Regions from separate parts of the Pan troglodytes genome. Here region 1 is linked to region 2. A link is a contact called in public Hi-C data. All regions are on one chromosome and are shown on one strand. The core of a region is the stretch at or near the end of the contact, and the rest is flanking DNA. Distances in the headings are between cores, read along the strand shown. Region 1 holds the start of ABHD2 (abhydrolase domain containing 2, acylglycerol lipase). Region 2 holds the start of MFGE8 (milk fat globule EGF and factor V/VIII domain containing).

Region 1 (6,826 bases), core at 2,764-5,263, 180 kb after region 2:
CCTGCCTCAGCCTCCCAAGTAGCTGGGATTACAGGCACACGTCACCACACCCAGCTAATTTTTGTATTTTTAGTAGAGACGGTGTTTCACCAATTGACCAGACTGGTCTCAAACTCCTGGCTTCAAGTGATCCGCCCACCTCAGCCTCCCAAAGTGTTGGGATTACAGGCATGAGCCACAGTGCCTGGCCCTAAAACTGCTTTAAAAAATAAAGTCTATCTATATTTTCTAAAAATCCTGAATCCTGTGATCACTACTTCTGAGGGCTAGAACTTAGAAAATGAGTGAGGACCTTAGAGGAAGGTTCTGAAATGGGCTCCTATAATAGCTGTGGCAAACATTTATTAAACATTTTTAGGTATGTGCCAGGTACTGTTTGATGCACTTTGCATCTGTGAACTCATCTGCCACTCAAAGGACCCCATGAGACAAGCACTTCACTGTCCTCTGCATTTTACAGAAGAAAGTAGGGCACAGAGATGTGCTGTACTTGCCCAAGGTCACAAGGCTAGGAAGGATGGAATCAGGATCCAAGCCCCAGCAGTAGAGCTTCCAAATCCCCTTTCTCTGAACCATCCCCCGAGGACACAGAATAACAAAAATGACAAACTGAGTGAATTGCTGATTTTCCTTAAAAGAATAAATAGAACACATTATCTGCTCCAACCACTGCTCCCTGCTGTCTCCCAGAGTACCTTGACTTTCTCAGGTTAGGAAATCCTGCAGAGGCCCCAGTTGAGTTAGAAGCAGTTCTACTTTAATGAAGTCCTGCAGCTTTGGCCATCCCAGAAGGTGACTGGGGCATACCCTCTCCCTTGTTCTTTTTTATAACAAGGTACTGTCACGGTTTTGAAAATTCACTTTACAGCCACATCCCAACACCTGCTTATCTCAGGCCAAGGCTCACCAAATCCTCAATCCCAACGGGCCACTAAACTTGAAGGCAAAAATAAGTCCATTTTGTCTCCTAAATGGCCTCCCTCAGAAATGATTTATAGAATGAAATAATATGATTAAACAGAATATGGCAAGACTGCAAGCAGAAGGGAGGAAACAGAAACCAGAGACAATTAAGGAAACAGTTCTGTGTGCTGGGAAATGATAATGGATCATTCTTTAAGCCTGCCAGAGCTGCAGAGAAGATGCCCGGATCCTTTTACTCTTCCTCCTCTTCCTGAGCTCAGTCTGTGCCTCTTTTTGAGCCTCTGTGACATAATTGTGTTTTAGAATTCCTGAACTGGAAAGATGTCCTTTTCTGGAACTGGTGGCTGAACCTATGTTCCTGAGATGGGAGAAAAAAGCCATTTACACAATGGCGAGCCCATCTGCAATCTACTCCTAACAGCTGCTTTTTGTGGCTCTGAATCAAGTTGGAGAAATCATCCTGGATCTCAGGAGCCACTTCATGCTTTTCAGGGCCTAACAAGACATCTCAGTTTCCCTTAGCAAACACAGGCAGAAGCAAACCTGTATTGGGCTGGGCCTATTTCCGTAACATGCATGCAGCCATGTGTATGGCTACCAAGCAGCACTGTTTAAAGACAAGAACCAGAAAACTGTGGATCAGAACCAAATGTGTACATAGATATGTGTACACACCCCTCCAAAACTAGTGACAAATCTTTTTTGTTTTTTTTTTTTCTGAGACAGAGTCTCACTCTGTCATCCAAGCTGGAATGCAGTGGTGCAATCTCACTGCAGCCTCTGCTTCCTGGGTTCAAACGATTCTCCTGCCTCAGCCTCCTGAGTAGCTGGGATTACAGGTGTGTGCCACCATGCCCAGCTAATTTTGTATTTTTAGTAGAGATGGGGTTTCACCATGATGGCCAGGCTGGTCTGGAACTGCTGACCTCAGGTGATCCTCCTGCCTTGGCCTCCCAAAGTGCTGGGATTACAGGCTTGAGCCACTGTGCCCAGCCTATTTTTTAGATTATTATTAATTTTTAATTGACAAAATTTGTATATATTTATGATGTACAACATGCTTTACTTATTTATGTTTATCATGTTATTATGTTTATTTGTCAAACAAGGTCTCACTCTGTGGCCCAGGCTGGAGTGCAGTGGTGCGATCACAGCTCACTGCAGCCTCAACTTCCTGGGCTCAAACAACCCTCCTGCCTCAGCCTCCCCACTAGCTGGGACTACAGGCATGCACCACCACATCGGGCTAAATTTTAAATTTTTTGTAGAGACGGGGTCTCACTCTGTTGCCCAGGTTGGTCTCAGACTCCTGGGCTCTGCCTCAGCTTCCCAAAGTGTTGGATTACAGGCGTGAGCCACTGTACCGGTCCATGTTTTGATACATGTATACATTGTGGGATAGCTATACCAAGCTAGTTAACATATGCATTACCTTATATACTTATCTAGTGATAATCTAAAGCTCTTTTTTGGAAGTCCAAACTGTTTTAACTCGGAGTCAGGATGATGGGGTTCATCACTAAGAGACTTTGCTACTGAAGCCTGGGTTTTTCTTTTCCAAGATGAAAGAGAATACAGAGGAATATATAAACACTGAGATGAAACCTTTTTTTTCAAGGTAACATGACAACTGAATGAAAAATAGAGCAATGGCAAAGGATTCTTTCTTCTCCTTCACTCTGATGTACCATGGCTGTGAGTTCTTTCAAAGACAGACACAAAGGGTCTGGGGCTACATTCAGGCCTGAGAAGCTATTTCTGTCCACACTCTGTGATGTCTACACCTTCAGAATGGGGAATGGGTTTCAGGGGTCTCTGACAGATAGAGCTCATGCAATGATTTCTGGTCCGGTGCTGATCAGCCTTCAAAGGATGTTATTTGGTTACGCTCCATAAAACTTGAGCCAGCCCATTGTTCCTTGTCACAACCTGAAATATGTTGGGAAAAATTTACATGGCAACAAATGCCACTTCCCTTCTCTGACTAAATCGCTCCTCTCATTTCATCCCCTGCTCCCTCTCTCCCAGCCCTATGGGGCCTTGGTAGGGTGGCCTTGTCTGCCCTACAGGGGTTGCATTTCAAGTCGCTCAAGTGTTCTATTCTTGGTACACGACATGCCATTGCAAAAGCAGTTTCAGGCTCATAGAATTTTAGAAATGGGCCTAGTTTCCCAGCCGGATGAGGTGAGTGGGTGATGGGGGAAGAATCAGCCTTGATTGAATGCCTGTTGAGTGCCAGCCACTGTTGGCATTTATCAGAGTTTATTTAATCTTCTCATCAACTACTATTGTCACCCTCAGTTGCCAAGTGAAGGGAGCATGCGGGAAGGTTAAGTGACTTGCCCAAGCCCACACAACCGGTAGGAGCCCCAATTCCAGGCCCTAGTTCCAAGGCTACATTCTTCCAGGCGGCCTCCAACTGGGTTGGTTAAGGGTTGAAAGGACAGTGGGACAATAACTGAGGCCCGTATTGCCCAGAGCGTCCCCATCCCCCGTCCGGAGCTGGAAGAGGCCATAGACCGCTGCCTCCACATCTTTTCCTCTCCTTCGGGTTCGGTGACTCACGACCCTTCTTCCTCTCTCCCGGGATATGACCTCAAATTTCACCCCTGCGAAATTTGAGTACACGTGAGTCAGTCAGTCGGCCTGGACCCATCAGAGCCGCAGCTGAGCTACCAGCAGCTGAGCTACCAGCCGACCTCATTCCTCTGAGCCCAGTCGACAGCTGACCTTACCCAGCCCTCTAAAGCAGTTTGCGGTCACAATTACCCCTCTCTTCACCCCGCCCCCATCGACATCAAACACGACCCACCTTCTAGCCCTCCTCCCCTTTCCCCGCCCACTCCGGGCTGGCCTTATCCAGTAGCGTCTGGGTCCCTGGACTAAAGCCGTCAAATGTAACCAGTTGCTGAGGAGCTCTCCCCTAAGAATCCCGCCTCCACTCTGAGGAACAGCTTCGCTGATCAATGGATCCCCTCCTAGACGCAATGAGCGCGCGGGGCAAGTGGAGAAGCGGCTGAACTGCCCAATGAACAAGCGGTTTCCGTGGTTAGGGGCGTGGCAGAAGCGGTCGTCAGGGGCGTGGCGGCAGTTACTTGGGCGGGGCCGGTAGCGGCGGGAGCTGCACTGGCCAGGGGTTCCGGCTGTATATCCATGAGCGCCGCTGGCAGCCGGGGAGCTGCAGGAACCAGACTGGGGGCGACCTGAGCACCTGTAGGCAATCACACGCAGGTAAAGCCACGGCCGAGCGAGCTCCGCGGAGCGGGGATCGCACCCCGGACCCGTCGAACCGAATCTCCGAGCCCCGAGGTCCCCGGCGTAGCTCGGCCCATCACGCCACAGCCTGAGGGGATCCTGGGGGGCCTGTCATCTGGCGCCGTGGGGGTCCCAGGGGCTGGCTTGCCCAGTGGTGGGGACAGCCCAGATCGCGGCGGGGGATACGCCTTCCTGAGGCCCTTTGTCCCCTTCTGCCCGAGGAACCGAGGTTGGGGACAACCCCGACCGCGGCCTTTCCCCCATTGGTGCTCACTCCTGGGTCTTCAGGGGCCTGGGGAGGGGTCTGCCGGTTCAGGCTTGGCGAAGAAGGTCCGGGATCCGCACCTGGAAGGAGAGGGCCGAGGGGCCTGATTACAGCCCGAGATACCCGAGAGGCCTCTGTGTTTCGGGGCTCCAGGGGCTCACGCAGGACCAGTGGGTTTAAGTTCTAGAAAGGCAGCTTTTGACCCACTTGGAAGCACATTTACCGAGTTCGGCCCCGCGACCGGCACTGTTCTAGGCCCTTCGTGAGCTTTCCCCACAGCTAGAGCTGTCCAGCAGCGCAGGAGGCTGCCTGCCAGGCCGGGCAGCTAGCGCCTCGACCTTGGCGATGTCCAAGCAGTGGCCTGATGACAGCCACCTGTGTGGGATGCTTAGGACCCCAAGGGAGGACTGCATGACCCATCTGTAAGGGCCTTCTCTACCCACAAATGCACTCTAAGTGGCCTTTGATGCCTAGCTTGAGAAGAGTACTTCTGGGCGTCCATTAGGTTCCAAGTGGCTGTTGAATTCACCCATAATGAATTTTGAGGTTTCAGCTCTCAAGAGTGGGTGTTAGCAAAGAGACTGGATTATACAAAAAGACAGAGGTTTATTTAGCCACTATGAAACTCCTTGTATTTGGACTACCATGGACCGCTCTCTTAATCTTCCCAATCTCTCTTTTTTGGTTGCTGGACCTCCAGTTTCTCAGTTTCACCTGCATTCCAGTAACCAAATCGAAAGGCATGTTCCAAGAACAGGCTCCACAGAGGGACCCGGAGAGACTGCAGGTTTGGCAGAGTCAACAAGATCTGTGCCCAGAGCTTTTCGAAGGCCGTTTCCTTACAGCCACGTTAAGCAGAGTCCAAAAGAGAAATCCTTCACTACCCTCTGTCATTTGCCGGAATAGAGAGAACATAATAATCTTCTGAAGGTCAGGAGGCAGAGAAAGAATCTTAACACACCTTGCTGTGTGTTTTAGGATGAATTAATCTTTGAACATCTAGTCAGAAAGCAGTCCATATACAGCTGGTAGTCAGCACGGACTGTGACATTTTAGAGCTGAAGGCACCTTAGATAGAGCTCATCTCTATCTAAGTCTAATTAGGTGGACTCTCATTCAGTCTCCTCAATGCACAGGTGAGGAAACTGAGGCCTGGGGTGGTCACAGGGCTGGTTGGTCATCACAGGCCCATGACTAAGGGTTGATCTCTTGACTGTATTTAGATCTAGCCAGTGCATGACTTATTTCACTCCAAGCTTAGTTTGCCCATTCTCAGTGTTTTAAGTTCTAGGGGAGTCCAGAGAGGTTAGGAGGACAGATTTTGGTGCCTGAGTGCCTGGATTTGAATCCCAGCCCTGCCTCTTACTGGCTGTGCAACCTTGGGCAAGCTACTTAACTTCTCTGTGCCTCTGTTTCCTCACCTCTAAAACAGAAATAATAATGATACTTATGTTAGAAGATTGTTTTGAGAAGTGCATGGAGTTACTACATCTGAAGCATTTAGAACAGTACCTGGCACAGGGTAAGCACAATAGATTTGCTAGATATGATATTCTGTTGCCTTTTTGTACATTTTTCTTCATATCCACCACCCAATACTCTATCAAGAGCTAATTTTTCCCCCAGTCCCCTTCCCCCCACCCCCAAATTCATTTAACATATTCCAGATTTCATTTTAACACAGACAGCTGCAAGGGGTTTCCAAGTCACGTTGCATTTTATACCTTACTTATTTTTCTGATTCAGGTAATTTAGTTTCTATGTTAGTTCCCCCTTGCAGTTACATTCTTCTTAGGCTCTGAACCCTTTAAAATTATCGTTAAAAGCAGGCAGTGAGGGGTGGGAATCCCTCGAAATGGTAAAGTCCTGGATGATACCCGTGTCCATGGTGTCCTTCCAAATATGTATTCCCTCTCTTCAGCCCTCCTCCCAAGCGATGAGTGTGATGCAGCTTGATTCTAAATGGATGAACATTTTTAGATTAAGATTTTATGAGCCACTGTATTAAGTGCTTTTCGGAAGTTCAGGGATCATGTGTCAACTGCATTTAAGGAAGTTACTTAGTCATTCGAGTAGGGGGAGCACCAGCAGCGCCTGCCTGGCCTGGCAGAAGCAAACGTGTGTGACTGATCCGTGCTGGCAATCTAGCTGGTTCACTGGTTTATCTGTGTTTTTCCTGTTCTTTTCCAAAGCTTGAAATAAACCAGATGGCAAGTACAATGGAATGGTCTTTTTCCTCTCATTTTAGTCAGGGTCGTTCACTTTTTTCCCTTTTTACTCTCACCTTCATTTCCTTTATCGCCTGCATGGGTCTGACAAATAGGCACTCTCACTGTGCCAGCCAATTCCCTTTTGATGAAAAGATGCCTGCCACTTTCATTT
Region 2 (6,621 bases), core at 1,451-3,950:
AAGAATGTTCCAAGAAAAGCAGATGCACAGAGGGTGTGGTATGTTGGAGCACAGTTAGATGCAGCTGGAAGGGTAGGCTGGGGCCAGACTGGGAGGGATCTGAAGAATGACAAGTTTAGTTTTTCATCCTGTAGAGCAGTGGCTTTTAACCTTCCTTCACCCTCCTCACCACTGTCCACCAGGGGGGAGAAAAAATAAAAATAAAATAGTCAGTTCCAATTGCAGGATGAAGAAGGCTGAAAAGGCCCATGTGCAGACATGCCGCTGAGCTCCCCCAGGGTGGGGAGCATCTGGTAGCTGCAGACAGGTCCCTCTGGCTGAAATGCAGAAATCCCACTGAAGAGGGTGAAGGTGGAGAGCAGGAGAGCATGGTGAGAGAGGAAGTCAGAGCAGAGAAGTGAAAAGGAAGGGTGATTTCAGAACCACCAGGGGGCATGGGCTGGAGAGGCCACCAGGGCTTCTGGATGGGAACCTGGATGACAGATGTACACTATCAGCCCCGGTGGTGGAGAACACAGGAGAAGGAACAGGAGGGCCTGTCCTCAATCCCTTGACTCTGGTGGGTCGGCCGGGCCCAACAGGAGTCCTCTAGCCGACATTAGCATCCCAGAAGGGCTGCCCCAGACCCTACACCCAAATCTGTCATTTGGAGCAAGACATGAGACATCTTTTTGCTTTGGCTGGGTGTGGTGGCTCACACCTGTAATCCCAGCACTTTGGGAGGCCAAGGTGGGAGGATCATGAGGTCAGGAGATCCAGACCATCCTGGCTAACACGGTGAAACCCCATCTCTACTAAAAATACAAAAAATTAGTCGGGCCGGGCGTGGTGGCGGGTGCCTGTACTCCCAGCTACTTGGGAGGCTGAGGAAAGAGAATGGCATGAACCCAGCAGGCGAAGCTTGTAGTGAACCGAGACCACGCCACTGCACTCCAGCCTGGGCGACACAGCAAGATTCCATCTCAAAAAGAAAAAAGAAAAAAAAAACCCTTTTTGCCTCCCCCTCAGAGTCACCCATCTAAGGCTGGAGAGTCCTCCTGAAATCTCAAAGCCCCTTCATCCCACTCCAGGGAAGGCAACAACACCATTAATGAGCGATCTGCCCTCAGAGCTCCCCCTCCACGGGCCTCCGGAGCTTAAAGTGGCTCCCAAGGAGCTATTAGTCATTGGCTTTAAATAGCAGGTAATCCTTCCTCTGACCTGGCAGGCAGGGGCGAGCATTGACACAGACAGAGGCTTGGGTTGGGAATGGACTCTTCCCTCCCAACTGCACCGGCCCTCTCCCTACACTGCTCCAGGGCAAAACGGTCCAGTGGGAAAACGGGAAAGTGAAAGGTGTACTCTACCCAGCCACGTTACCTGTGTGGAAGATAGGTATGGTGTTTCCTCCTTCTGGAAAAGGCCAGATCACCCTGTATAAAAACATCTTTGGGACTTCAGAGTCCTGCTCTTTCGGGGACTTTCCAGTAACATTTGGCCAGAGTTCAGGTTGGGGGGTACAGGGAAGAGTAGAAAGGGGCTATGAAGATCCAGCTGTCTTTCATGGTGGCCGGGGAGGGCCAGGAGCTCCCAAGTTCCTGGGAGCTTGGAGCACTCTGGAAGCTCTAGCCCCGAGGGTCAGGCAGATCACAGGACATAGGGCTGGGGCTCAGCTGTTACCTACCTTGCTTCAGTCAATCCCATTTCTATGAGAAAATGATGGAGGGGCCGCCTAAAGAGTCCTGGCCCTGACCCCCTCCCAGCGCTCCACGGTGAATGGCACGGGGCATCCGCAAGTCCAGCCTGCAAGGGGCCCAGCTGGCCGCCGGAGGCCTCCTGGGAGGCGGAGGAGGACCAGGGAAGATACAGCAGCCGGCCAAGGCCGCGGGAGGGAGGGAGTCAGGAGACTCCCATCAGCAGGCAGCCCTCTTCCAAGTTCCTCGAAGCCTCTGGGTCCCCTCCCGGGCCCCGCTTACGGCCTGCGTCCATTGCACCGACTCCCCAGCCCTTCCCTTATGTGACCAGGCACGGACAATTGGGAGCGCAAAAATCCAATGAACTGTCCAGCCAACTGGAGTTGGCAGGGAGATGGCCAGGACAAAGTTATCCAGACAAGACTTATCCATACTAGAGTCCTAGAATCTCCCAGGTGGAAGGGGTTCGAAAGTCAAACGCAGTTCCCTGGCCTCATTTTTCACCAGGGAAAAGAGAGGCCCGACACAGCGGATTCCTTTGTCATTATCTGTAAGCCGCATCCCTGGGGGCGGCAGGGCTGTCACCCGATGTCCCGAGTCCCAGCCCAAAAGCCCCAGCGCAGAGACAGCAGGGCCGCATCCCCCTGTCCCGCCAGGGCGCAGCGGAAGAAGCCGCCCCTCTGCCCGGCCCGGTCCCCGGGGCTTTGTCTAAGTTTGTCAACAGTGGAGGTGGAGGGCGGGCGCCGGGCAAACTTCCGAGCGGCGCGGGGAGGAGGGGCGAGGGGCAGAGGCGCGATCCACTCACCCAGGGCGACGAGGAGGCTGGGGGCGCAGAGCAGCGCGCCGCACAGCGCGGCCAGCAGGCGGGGGCGCGGCATGCTGCGGGGACGGGGGCGCTGGAATGGGCACGCCGGGCTGCTCAGACCCCGCGGGGTTCTGGCGCCTTCTCCTCCGGGACCGGAATAAATCAGGCGGCTCAGCACCTCCCACTGGCCGTGCGCTCCGCCCAAGCTGGCCAGAGGCGGACTGGGGGCGGGGCTCCGCGGCTGCGAGGGAATTGGTTGAAAGGAATTGGGGGGCGCGGGGGTGGTCCGCGATATCTGCCTCTTCCGCCACTGCCACACCGGCGTCCCGCGTCGTGCCAACGGCCCGGTCACGAGTCTTGAGTCTGTTGGGCGGGAAAAGTTCAGGAGTTTTGTTTTTAAGATTTTTAGACTTGAAAAGATGCTAACTCTTTATTCATAATCAGATAGATGCAAATTAAAACTACAATGAGCATCGTGTTTCCCTTCTCGGATCGGCAAGTATCAAGATGTTAACAAGGTTAGTGGAGGCTGTGGGGAACAGGTCCAAGCATGTTTCGCTGAAGACAGTATAAATTAGTTCAACTTCCCTAGAGGGCTATTTGGAAACACCTATCAAAACGACAAATGCTGACACCTTAAGACCTAGCATTTCCACATAGAGAGATTCATTCTACAGAAACTCCCATGTGCAAAATGACAGATATACAAAGATAGCATAGCAACATTGTCTGAAATGGTAAAATACTAAAAAAAAAAAAAAAAAAAAAAAAAAAAAAAAAAAAAAAAAAAAAAAATCAGCAAAGATTTCTGTAAAGGACCTAATAGAAAATGTTCTCTGATATGTAGGCCCTGAGTCTCTGTAGCAGCTATTCATCTCTGCCTTTGTTGCAAGAAAAGCACCATAGACAAAATGCGAGGAAATGGGCACCTGTTTGCCGAAAGGGAATAAAACAAAGCAATCCTGTCACCGTTGACTTTTTACTAAATGATTTGTACTTATCATGTGCAAATATTACCTGTTTACAAATAAGTGATTTTAATAATAGTGTTTTGGCTGGGTGCGTTGGCTCACACCTGTAATCCCAGCACTTTGGGAGGCCGAGGCACGTGGAACACCTGAGGTCGGAGTTCAAGACCAGCCTGGTCAAGATGGTGAAACCCCGTCTCTACTAAAAATACAAAAATTAGCCGGGCGCAGTGGCAGGTGCCTGTAATCCCAGCTACTCGGGAGGCTGAGGCAGGAGAATTGCTTGAACCCAGGCGGCAGAGGTCCCAGTGAGCCGAGATCATGCCACTGCACTCCAGCCTGGGTGACAGAGTGAGACTCCGTCTCTAATAATAATAATAATAATAATAATAATGCTTCAGGCCGGGAGCGGTGACTCAAGCCTGTAATGCCAGCTCTTGGGGAGGCCGAGGTAGGCGGATCACTTAAGCTCAAGAGTTCGAGACCTTCCTGGGCAACATGGCAAAACCCTGTTTCTACAAAAAAAGAAATACAAAAGTATTCCAGGCGCATGCCTGTAGTCCCAGCTACTCAGGAGGCTGAGGTAGGAAGATCGCTTGATCCCAAGAGGTCGAGGCTGCAGTGAGCCACGATTGCACCACTGCACTCCAGCCTGGGCAACAGAGCGAGACTGTCTCAAAAAATAATAACAATAGTAATAGTAATAAGTGTTTAAGTCAGACTAGCCAACAAACAAAATAGAACAGTCACACATCTCCCCTCCTAGCTGTGTTGAGACCTAAGTTGGGACTAGAGTCCACTGGCAAGATGCCCTTCTTAAAATATTCAGAAGGGGGTACTGGGCGTGGTGGCTCATGCCTGTAATCCCAACATTTTAGGAGGCCGAGGCAGGCGGATCACGAGGTCAGGAGATCGAGACCATCCTGGCTAACACGGTGAAACCTCGTCTCTACTAAAAATACAAAAAAAAATTAGCCGAGCGTGGTGGTGGGTGCCTGTAGTCCCAGCTGCTCAGGAGGCTGAGGCAGGAGAATGGCGTGAGCCCGGGAGGCGGAGCTTGCAGTGAGCCGAGATCGCGCTACTGCACTCCAGCCTGGGCAACAGGGCAAGACTCCGTCTTAAAAAAATATATATATATATATATATATATATGGGGAAAAGACATATAGTATCAACTCAATAATCACAGAAAAAGCATTTGATAATATCCAACACCTCTTCGTGATAAAACACTCAACAAACTAGAAGTGAAAGGGAGCTTCCTCAACCTGATTTTTAAAAATCTATGAAAAACCGATGGGTACAGTGGCTCACGCCTGCAATCCCAACACTCTGGGAGGCCTAGGCGGGCAGATCAGCTGAGGTCAGCAGCTCAAGACCAGCCTGACCAACATGGTGTAACCTGGTCCCCACTGAAAATACAAAAAGTAACCAGGCATGGTGGTGCACACCTGCAATCCCAGCTACTCAAGAGGCTGAGGCACAAGAATCGCTTGAATCTGGGAGGCGGCAGTTGCAGTGAGCCGAGATTGCACTCCTGCTCTCTAGCCCGGGTGACACAGTAAGACTCTGTCTCAAAAAAAATAAAAATAAAAATAAATAAATAAATAAATATATATATATATATGAAAAACCCATAGCTACTATCATACTTAATGGTGAAAAACTGAATGTTTCCCCTAAGCTCAGGAATAGGACATGGTGTTCTGCTCTCATCACTTCTATTTCATCACTGTGCTGGAGGTTCCAGCCAGGACAATTACGCAAGAAACAGAAAATACATCCCCATTGGAAAGGAGGCAGTAGAACTATCTCTATCTCTACTTACAGATGGCATGATCTTGTATATAAAAAACCCTAAAGAGCCAAGCGCAGTGGCTCATGCCTGTAATCCCAGCACTTTGGGAGGCTGAGGTGGGCAGAACACCTGAGGTCAGGAGTTCGAGACCAGCCTCAACATGGAGAAACCCCGTCTCTACTAAAAATACAAAATTAGCTGAGCGTGGTGGTGCATGCCTGTAATCTCAGCTACTCGGGAGGCTGAGGCAGGAGAATTGCTTGAACCTGGGAGGCGGAGGTTGCGGTGAGCCGAGATCGCGCCATTGCACTCCAGCCTGGGCAACAAAAGCGAAACTCCATCTCAAAACAAAACAAAACAAAAAAACAACCCTAAAGAATCCACATACACACACACACAAAAACACACAACTATTAAAGATAATAAATGAGCTAAGCAAGGTTGCAGGATACACAATTAATATACAAAAATCAGGTGTATTTCTTACACTAGAAATAAACAATCCAAAAACATAATTTTTAAAAATCCCATTTACAATAGGATTAAAAAGAATAAAATACTTAGGAATAAATTTAACAAAAGAAATACAAGACATGGCGGGGCACGGTGGTTCATGCCTGTTATCCCAGCACTTCGGGAGGCCAAGGTGGGTGGATCACCTGAGGTCAGGAGTTCAAGACCAGCCTGACCAACATGGCGAAACCCTGTCCCTACTAAAAATACAAAAAGTAGCCAGGTGTGGTGGCTGGCACCTGTAATCCCAGCTACTTGGGAGGCTAAGGCAGGAGAATCGCTTGAACCTGAGAGGCAGAGGTTGCAGTGAGCTGAGATCGTGCCACTGCACTCCAGCCTGGGCGACAGAGAGAGACTTCGTCTCAAAAAAAAAAGAAAAAGAAATACAAGAGCTGTACGTTGAACACTACAAAACATCATCAAAAAAATTAAAGAGGATCTAAACAAATGGAAAATTATCCCGTTCGCAGGTTGGAAGACTTGTATTGTTAAGATGCCAGTACACCCCCAAATTGATGTACAGATTCAATACAATCTCTGTCGAAATTCCATCTGCCCTTTTTGTGGAAATTGACAAGTTGATACTAAAATTCATACGGAGGCCTGGCGCAGTGGCTCATGCTTGTAATCCCAGCACTTTGGGAGGCCAATGCGGGCGGATCACAAGGTCAGGAGATCGAGTCCATCCTGGCTAACACAGTGAAACCCCGTCTCTACTAAAAATACAAAAAATTAGCCGGGAGTGGTGGCGGCCTCCTGTAGTCTCAGCTACTCGGCAGGCTGAGGCAGAAGAATGGTGTGAACCTGGGAGGCAGAGCTTTCAATGAACCGAGATCGCACCACTGCACTCCAGCCTGGGTGACA

What was found. Hi-C and Micro-C count contacts between places; a contact is called where the count stands out from the background.
Region 1: a contact with region 2 is called in a Hi-C map of stem cell-derived neural progenitor cells, with 2.4 times the contacts expected there. The contact joins the promoter of ABHD2 here to the promoter of MFGE8 in region 2. A contact is called at or near these places in 1 of 7 Hi-C or Micro-C datasets (stem cell-derived neural progenitor cells) and 1 of 1 datasets of contacts at active chromatin or transcription factors (stem cell-derived excitatory neurons).

The regions. Positions count from the first base shown.
Region 1 is chr16:80,883,417-80,890,242 of NHGRI_mPanTro3-v2.0_pri, forward strand. ABHD2 (abhydrolase domain containing 2, acylglycerol lipase) reads left to right here and starts at 4,014. Exons shown (of 12, transcript NM_001280039.1): 1 at 4,014-4,155.
Region 2 is chr16:80,706,264-80,712,884 of NHGRI_mPanTro3-v2.0_pri, forward strand. It overlaps MFGE8 (milk fat globule EGF and factor V/VIII domain containing), which reads right to left and starts at 2,701. Exons shown (of 8, transcript XM_001165898.8): 1 at 2,479-2,701. The coding sequence starts at 2,551.